2 separate regions of the Sus scrofa genome follow, and region 1 is linked to region 2. A link is a contact called in public HiChIP or PLAC-seq data. All regions are on one chromosome and are shown on one strand. Each heading gives the region's core, a stretch centred on a gene start, on an enhancer-like site or on the middle of the called end of the contact. The rest is flanking DNA. Distances are from core to core; before and after follow the strand shown.

Region 1 (3,523 bases), core at 891-3,390, 490 kb before region 2:
GGTGAGCACAAACTGAAAGTCTGTCAGCGCCAGGTTGGTGACGAAGAGGTTGATGGAGGACTTGCGCCAGCCCTGCTTACTCTTCATCAGGTAGAGCACCAGCAGGTTGCCCGTCAGCCCCAAGGCGCAGACTACCCAGTACACCACGCTGATGAGAATCCGCACCCGAGCCTCGGTGTCCGCGGTCTCTGCCCCGCCGCCGCCCGGGGGGTGCCCTGGCGCCGCGCCGTCCGGCAACTCCAGCCCCAGCTCCCACAGCAAGTCCTGGAGCTGCAGAGACGCGTTGCCGCTGGTGTTGGCCGCCTGCAGAAGGTCCGGGATCAGACTGAAGAGTTCTGCAAGCTCGTCCCCGCCAGCCGCCTTGTTCATAGTGGCTATTGCGACTGCAGTGGCCACCTGCCTGCGCAGGTGCCTCTAGGTCGTATTTCAGGGATAGGACCTAAGGGAAACCAACTCTCGCGGGGTCCCGGCGTGCGTTGAGGCTTTTAACGCAGCCGCGGAACAGAGCGCCTAGAAACTGGGCTCCAGGCGCGTTCTCGGCGCGCGGAGCTTGGCCTTGGGAGCGGGAGCTGCGCTCAGCGTCTGTGCGGGAGCGGAATTCGAGAGCAGAGGAGCAGAGTTCTTAAGGCAAGCAGTCGGCGTCCAGCCAAGGTTGGCGTCTCCGGGTCCCTACTGTAAAACTCAGACTTTCCTCCTTGCGTTTTCCGCTGTCACTTAGGCACGAGCGCATCCCACCCCGCCGCTCGAGAAGGCTATTGAGGGCCCGCCCCTTGCCTTTCAAATACCTTTGTCGATTTCCTCCGCAGCTGCTTAGATGAGGTTTCTGAAGAGAGTTTCGTCTACCTGGCTCTGACTCTCTGGAGGTCTTTCTATGCTGCCCTCTCTGCCTCGTGTCTCGGTCCCTCCGCTGTTGTCAACTCCCAGTGACTTGTCAGCGGCGTTCCCGCGAGTTATATCCCCACTCGCAGAGCCCAGGCTGCGGACTCCCAAGGAGCATGCGTCATCCCCAGCACAGCCAGAAGGGGCGCTTTCCGAGGTGCTGAACTTCGCCGCGTCCGCCGCGGGGGAGGGGGGTGGTGTTGCATAGCAGGCAAAGCACAGCTGCCAATTTCCCTTTTCCTCTTCAGTTTCGAAAGGAAATGGTCATAACCCTTTACTTACCTATGTGACTGAAGAAAGTCTGCTTTGATTTGCGATCGCTTTTATTGCCAAACAGAGCAAGCAGAATTCTTTCTTTCTCACTCCCAAATGCACGCTCTTCTGCCCATTTTTCTCTTTTAAAAACGAAGATAGTGGCTTCTTTTCATACCCAGACCTTAAATCAGATCGTGGGCTCTTGTTGAATACACAAACGCCAGCCCCACTTCCCCTTATTAATTAGCTGATCACTTTAATCGGTGCCTGGGATTGTCAGGATTTTCAAAGCGTCTTCACATAACAGAACTCTGGGTTCAGGTGTTGCCCTCTGCCTAGATGTATTCTGAGAACTGAAGCTAAGCAGAGCGTATAGTCGGTGCACCAACCTCACAGACAAGAGATGGTTAGCTCTCAGCCCAGAGTTCTTCAACCTACTGCTTACTCACCACCACACTCTCTTTACCTTGATGCAGTTGGAATAGAGAATTTCATAGGGCTGTCTTTGGACCACCAGCCCCTTATTTCCAACACTATTATAATCAAAACTCTTTAACAGGTGTTTTTTGTTTGTTTGGTTGGTTTAGACCAATGAAGTAAATTCCAAGGAATCTTTTTAGTTCCTTTGGGCAAGGGGAGCTAATATAAACCATTTGAATTACTTATTAAATTGCAGTTTATTTAAGTGCCAGATCAACTGCTCTGGTGTAACATGTACACTTCTTAGGATGAACTCAAGAAATTTGAAATGTTCTCCTCACTGTCTGAGACGTATTAAATTGCAGTTTATTTAAGTGCCAGATCAACTGCTCTGGTGTAACATGTACACTTCTTAGGATGAACTCAAGAAATTTGAAATGTTCTCCTCACTGTCTGAGACGAAACTGTAACAAGAGTATCTTAAGCATAATTGTCCTCATTCCTGCAGAACTGGGAACTCTACCTAGAGAGATAAAGAGATTATGACTTTAAGGCATAAGAGAGAAAAAACCATAGTGAAAAAGAAACGTGGTACCCAAAACATATGAAGGGAAATGGAAACAATCTTAATTCTTTTTTATGTGTTTATTTTTATTTTTTATGTTTTGAATAATTTTTGTAAAAATTTATTATAGTTGATTTACAATGTTCTGTCAATTTCTGCTATACAGAAAAGTGACCCAGTCTCACACACACACATATACATACATAGATGTATACACATTCTTTTTCTCATATTATCTTCTATCATGCTCTATCACAAATGAACAATCTTAATTCTTAAATGAGAACACAGTTCCAGAGAACACACTTCACTGTAGTCTCTGGACTGCTCCGCTTGCCCGCTGGAGGGCGCCAGGGCTTTAATAAAAACGAAAACCAAACCAAACCACAGCCCTCCTGCAGTTCTAATCTGGAGAAGCTCAGCCTTGCTCTGAACCATTACATAGGTTGCGAACCCCATTACATAGGTTGTGAACCCCATTCCCATAGTAGTCTCATCTTCAAGCTCACTCCTCACTCCGGTTTTTGCTAGCTCTTTCTCAAACAATTTTTTTTTTTTTAATCTCTCCTTTAGTTAAAAAAATGTCAAGGTTTTTTCCTTGAAAAACAAGGAAGTCTAGGGCACACATGGAAAGCCCTTTGCCTCATTTTCTTTGTGCGTACATGGGAGGAATTGTGATTTTCAAATAGTCTGAGGATAGGTGCTGAGCAGGTGGGGAGCTTGCTGAAATATAATTTGCAGCTCTCTTCCCAGCCCCATGCAACTGCAGAGGTTCTGCTTCTCAGTGGAGTTGAAAGGGGCCCAACAATCTACATTGTAGCAACCCTCTTCCAGATGATACCAATTTTCTCCCAAGTTTGGGAATTTCTGGGTTAACTTTTATTCCTTTCCTAACTCTCCACGTGAAATAACTTAAGTCCCAAAGAAGAATCAATGTCCCATGATGGTCAATTACACAGTAAGATCGGAAGCAAAGGAAGAGAAAGAGGTCTTGCTGAGTTTTTTTAAAATCACATCTAGGCCTGACAGTGACATCTTCACTGTAGGATGGACTCCTACAATGTGCTCCTGAGGTCTCCCAGGCCTTGAGTTCTTGGCCAGCAAGACTCACAGTGAGACCCCAGGAGAGGCTGTTCCCAAGAGTGACGCCCAGAGAACACTTTCGGAGTGCTTCCGAGCCTCGAATGCTCTTCATTTCCCAATCTGTTGTCTGAAAATCAACTGCAGATCCTGTGCAGGAATGTATAGTATCGCTCAACTAAGCCTGTCTTATTGAAGCAAAAAATCCTTTTTCAAAAAATTCTTTTCCCACATGACCTAAAGATATTTTACTCGTTTACCTTAAAGCATGGACCGTGTTTTTCTAAAACAGCATCTAAAAGATTCAGAGGGAGAAGCATATTA
Region 2 (3,137 bases), core at 130-2,629:
TGGCCTCGCTCAGTGGGTTAAGGATCCTACGTTGCCTGCAAGCTGTGGTGTAGGCTGCAGGGGTGGCTTGGATCTGGCATGGCTGTGGCTGTGGCAGGGGCCGGCAGGTACAGCTCTGATTATACCCCTAGCCTGGGAACCTCCATGTGCTGCGGGTGCAGCCCTAAAAAGACAAAAAAAAAAAAAAAAATTAAAAAAAATACTATAGGATTAGCCATATCAGGTAAAAAGAAGGGGAAAAATTAATTGCAGGTCTGTCAGTGAAAATTTAAAATGGAAAGATAATTAAATAATTCTATTTTCCTGATTAAATGTTTTTGATTTTGATCCTATGGGTATTTGCTAAAAGAACAGAAGTAATGGAAAAGGAGAGAATTAACACCAAGGCTTTTATGTCTTCAAAATACCTCTCCATTTTACAAATGAGAATAGTGGCTGAAAGAAAGTAGATAATTCCCCATGTGTGCACAGCCGTTAAGTAGAACAGCCCAGGGACATTAAAATGGTACACAGAACAGACTGAGGATGTTCCTGATACTAAAGGGAAAGTTCAGAGCTGAAATGTTGAGCTTTTGCGAATGGGCTAAGTATTGCCTCCAGCACCAAGCAGGGAAGTGTGTAACTTCTCTAGAGTTTGTCAGCTGCGGTCACCCAGCCTCCATCACTTATTATAAACCACCCAAAGCTTGAGCAAGTTGGACCAGGTCTCGGTGACTAGGCTTTCCCTTCCTTAAACTGGGGATCTTACCCCTACGCGGTTTTAGAATTAAACGAGGCCCTGCAACATTCTTCCCAACTATGGTGAGCGAAAGACAGGAGTCTAGGAGTCTGTCCGGAGCCCTAGACTCTAATTCTGTCTTCGGCTTCTAGTTAGTTGTGTGACTCAAAGCAAGACACTCAAGATCTCAGTTTCTTCATATACAAAAGAGAATGGACCCTGAAAAGACCTGCAAGGCCTCGCTCTACTGTATGAATTTGAGTTTCCTCGCCAAAGGAGGCCCTGACTTACTCAGGAGCTCCATTGCCCCTCTCGGACTCCTCCACCCCCCTACACCGCACCCCCTACACGACCGGGGCCACTTCCTCCACCCCTGGCTCCCCGGTAAAGCAACGTGGGTACCGGGAGAGCCCAGCCCAACCTCCAGGCTCTACTCTGCCCACTCACCGGCTTCTCCTCGCCTCCCATCTTTCCTGAAGGACTGTGGGCTTTCTCCTCAGACATCGGCAAATCACCCCAAAGAAAAAAAAAAAAAAATCCAAAACGATAGGCTGCACAGGAGAGTGGACGACAGATAGAATTGGGCTTGAACGCCCGGAAATCCTCTGCTTGCGCCACTCGTGCCAGCTGATGCAATAGGAAAGCGCCCAAACTCCGCCTCCTAACTTGACGGGAGAAGCGGCAGCCAATCGACAAGGGGGAATGGCGGGCCCTCCTTTCTCTAAACCAATGAAAAAGCTTGTCGGGCTATAGTCCTTCTAAGAAATCAGAGTGAGGCAGGGGCAGGAGAAGAAACTGCAGACGTTAAACCCGCAGGCCTGCTTTTCCCAGGGTACCCGGCTTTTCCCAGATCCTAGAAGTCCGCAGTGCGCCTGCGCCTTCTTCTGGGTGACTCGGTGACTCGACCTATTATTCTAGGGCCTTTTCGGCCACCGTAGCGAGAGAGAGGAGCTAAGTTTAAGTTTCCGGGAAGTCTCGGCCACCTGAATATCATCCCTGCCGCTGGGGCCGGACTCCGGAAGAGTGGCCAGCGTTCCCTGCAGCTTCGGCGTCGCCTGACCTGGCCTGACTGCTGAGTTCTGGAGACTTCTCAGGGATCCCAAGTCTGTGGCAGTGAATCGAGTGAACCCTCCTCACTGCAATTCAGGATTCCCAAGACCCAGGCCTTGGTGATCCAGGAACGAGCGCCTTTGCTCGGAAGTTCATTAGTACATGTCACCGCCTACCTATATTGCATCAGAAAGCATTGAACATGCAGTGAAACTTTCAATTAAGGAAATAACCACTCCGACTCCACGGATTCTCCCGTAGAGGTCTCAGTGTTTCGAATCTCCTGGTCTACTTTCATTTATTTTACCAGCCAATTGAAAACCGTTACTAATTTGAAATCAGAAGTGCAGTGAGTTCGTCTATAGTTTATGACCATCACCAACTTACTCCATCACCAGGTTTTATAGATTTTACTTTATAAATATCAGTCCTTGACAACTTGACACCTTCAGGGTCGTCCTTCCGTGAAGATCAATAACCAATAGCCTCCTGACCCGACTTTCTGCATTCATTTTTCACATGGCACCAGAATACAATACAAATATGATCATGACAACCTCTTGCTTAAAACTCTTCTTCAAGGGACTTTCAGTATAAAAATAGCCAAAGCTTTGAAGGCCTCTGACTGCCCAACTTTTTCACTTCACCATGCAGTGAACGAGTGATCTTACTGTTTCTCAGGTGTGCTCCCACAGGTTTTTTTTGTACCTGCAGAGTTTATTCTCCCCATCCTTATCTCTTCCTGCTCCACATGCTTTTTGCCTACTTTGCACCTATGTTAGCTCTCAAGAATTGTTGTCTTAGGGGAACCATTTCTTGACCCTTACTGAATGGAGCAAGTCTCCCTGTTAGATCTTCCTGCAGCTGTCTTTATAGCACCTATCAGTTCAGTTTTACGATTATAAAGTTACTGATTGAAAGCTTCTCTAAAGCACAACTTGTGTATTTTTGCCAGCATCTAGCAGATATAAGCCTGGCATACAGTTAACATTCAATACGTGTTGAGGGAATTAATGCGTGTTGAGATAATCCTTGCTTGAAAAACTAACTTTGTTAATAAGAGTAGATTATTGGTAGTACTTTGTGGGTGTTTAAGAAGTTCCAAGAGTTATGCGCAATTTTATAGGCTTAAATAAACCAATCTGACTTTCCATACTTAGAGTAGGAATCAATAGGATCTTACCTTCTATGCAAAACAAGTTAATTATGCTCTTTAGACAGGTTTTCAGAATTGCATCTTAATTTTGAAAAAGAATAACCAGGACCAGAAAGATCAAGGTCACTGAATTTGTTAGAAGCAAAATATAGGCAGAATATAGGCTAATAATGACAGATTGTTCTTACTACTGTGAAACTTGATCTTTAGCAG

The links. HiChIP or PLAC-seq counts read pairs in DNA pulled down with a chosen protein or histone mark.
Region 1: an H3K27ac HiChIP or PLAC-seq map of alveolar macrophages shows a contact between it and region 2. The contact joins the promoter of RXFP3 here to the promoter of TARS in region 2. A contact is called at or near these places in 2 of 47 Hi-C or Micro-C datasets (embryonic fibroblasts and skeletal muscle) and 2 of 2 datasets of contacts at active chromatin or transcription factors (alveolar macrophages and skeletal muscle).

The regions. Positions count from the first base shown.
Region 1 is chr16:19,947,513-19,951,035 of Sscrofa11.1, reverse strand. RXFP3 (relaxin-3 receptor 1) reads right to left here and starts at 2,140. Exons shown (of 1, transcript XM_005672411.3): 1 at 1-2,140. The coding sequence starts at 369.
Region 2 is chr16:19,453,536-19,456,672 of Sscrofa11.1, reverse strand. It overlaps TARS (threonine--tRNA ligase, cytoplasmic), which reads right to left and starts at 1,379. Exons shown (of 20, transcript XM_021076644.1): 1 at 1,166-1,379. The coding sequence starts at 1,222.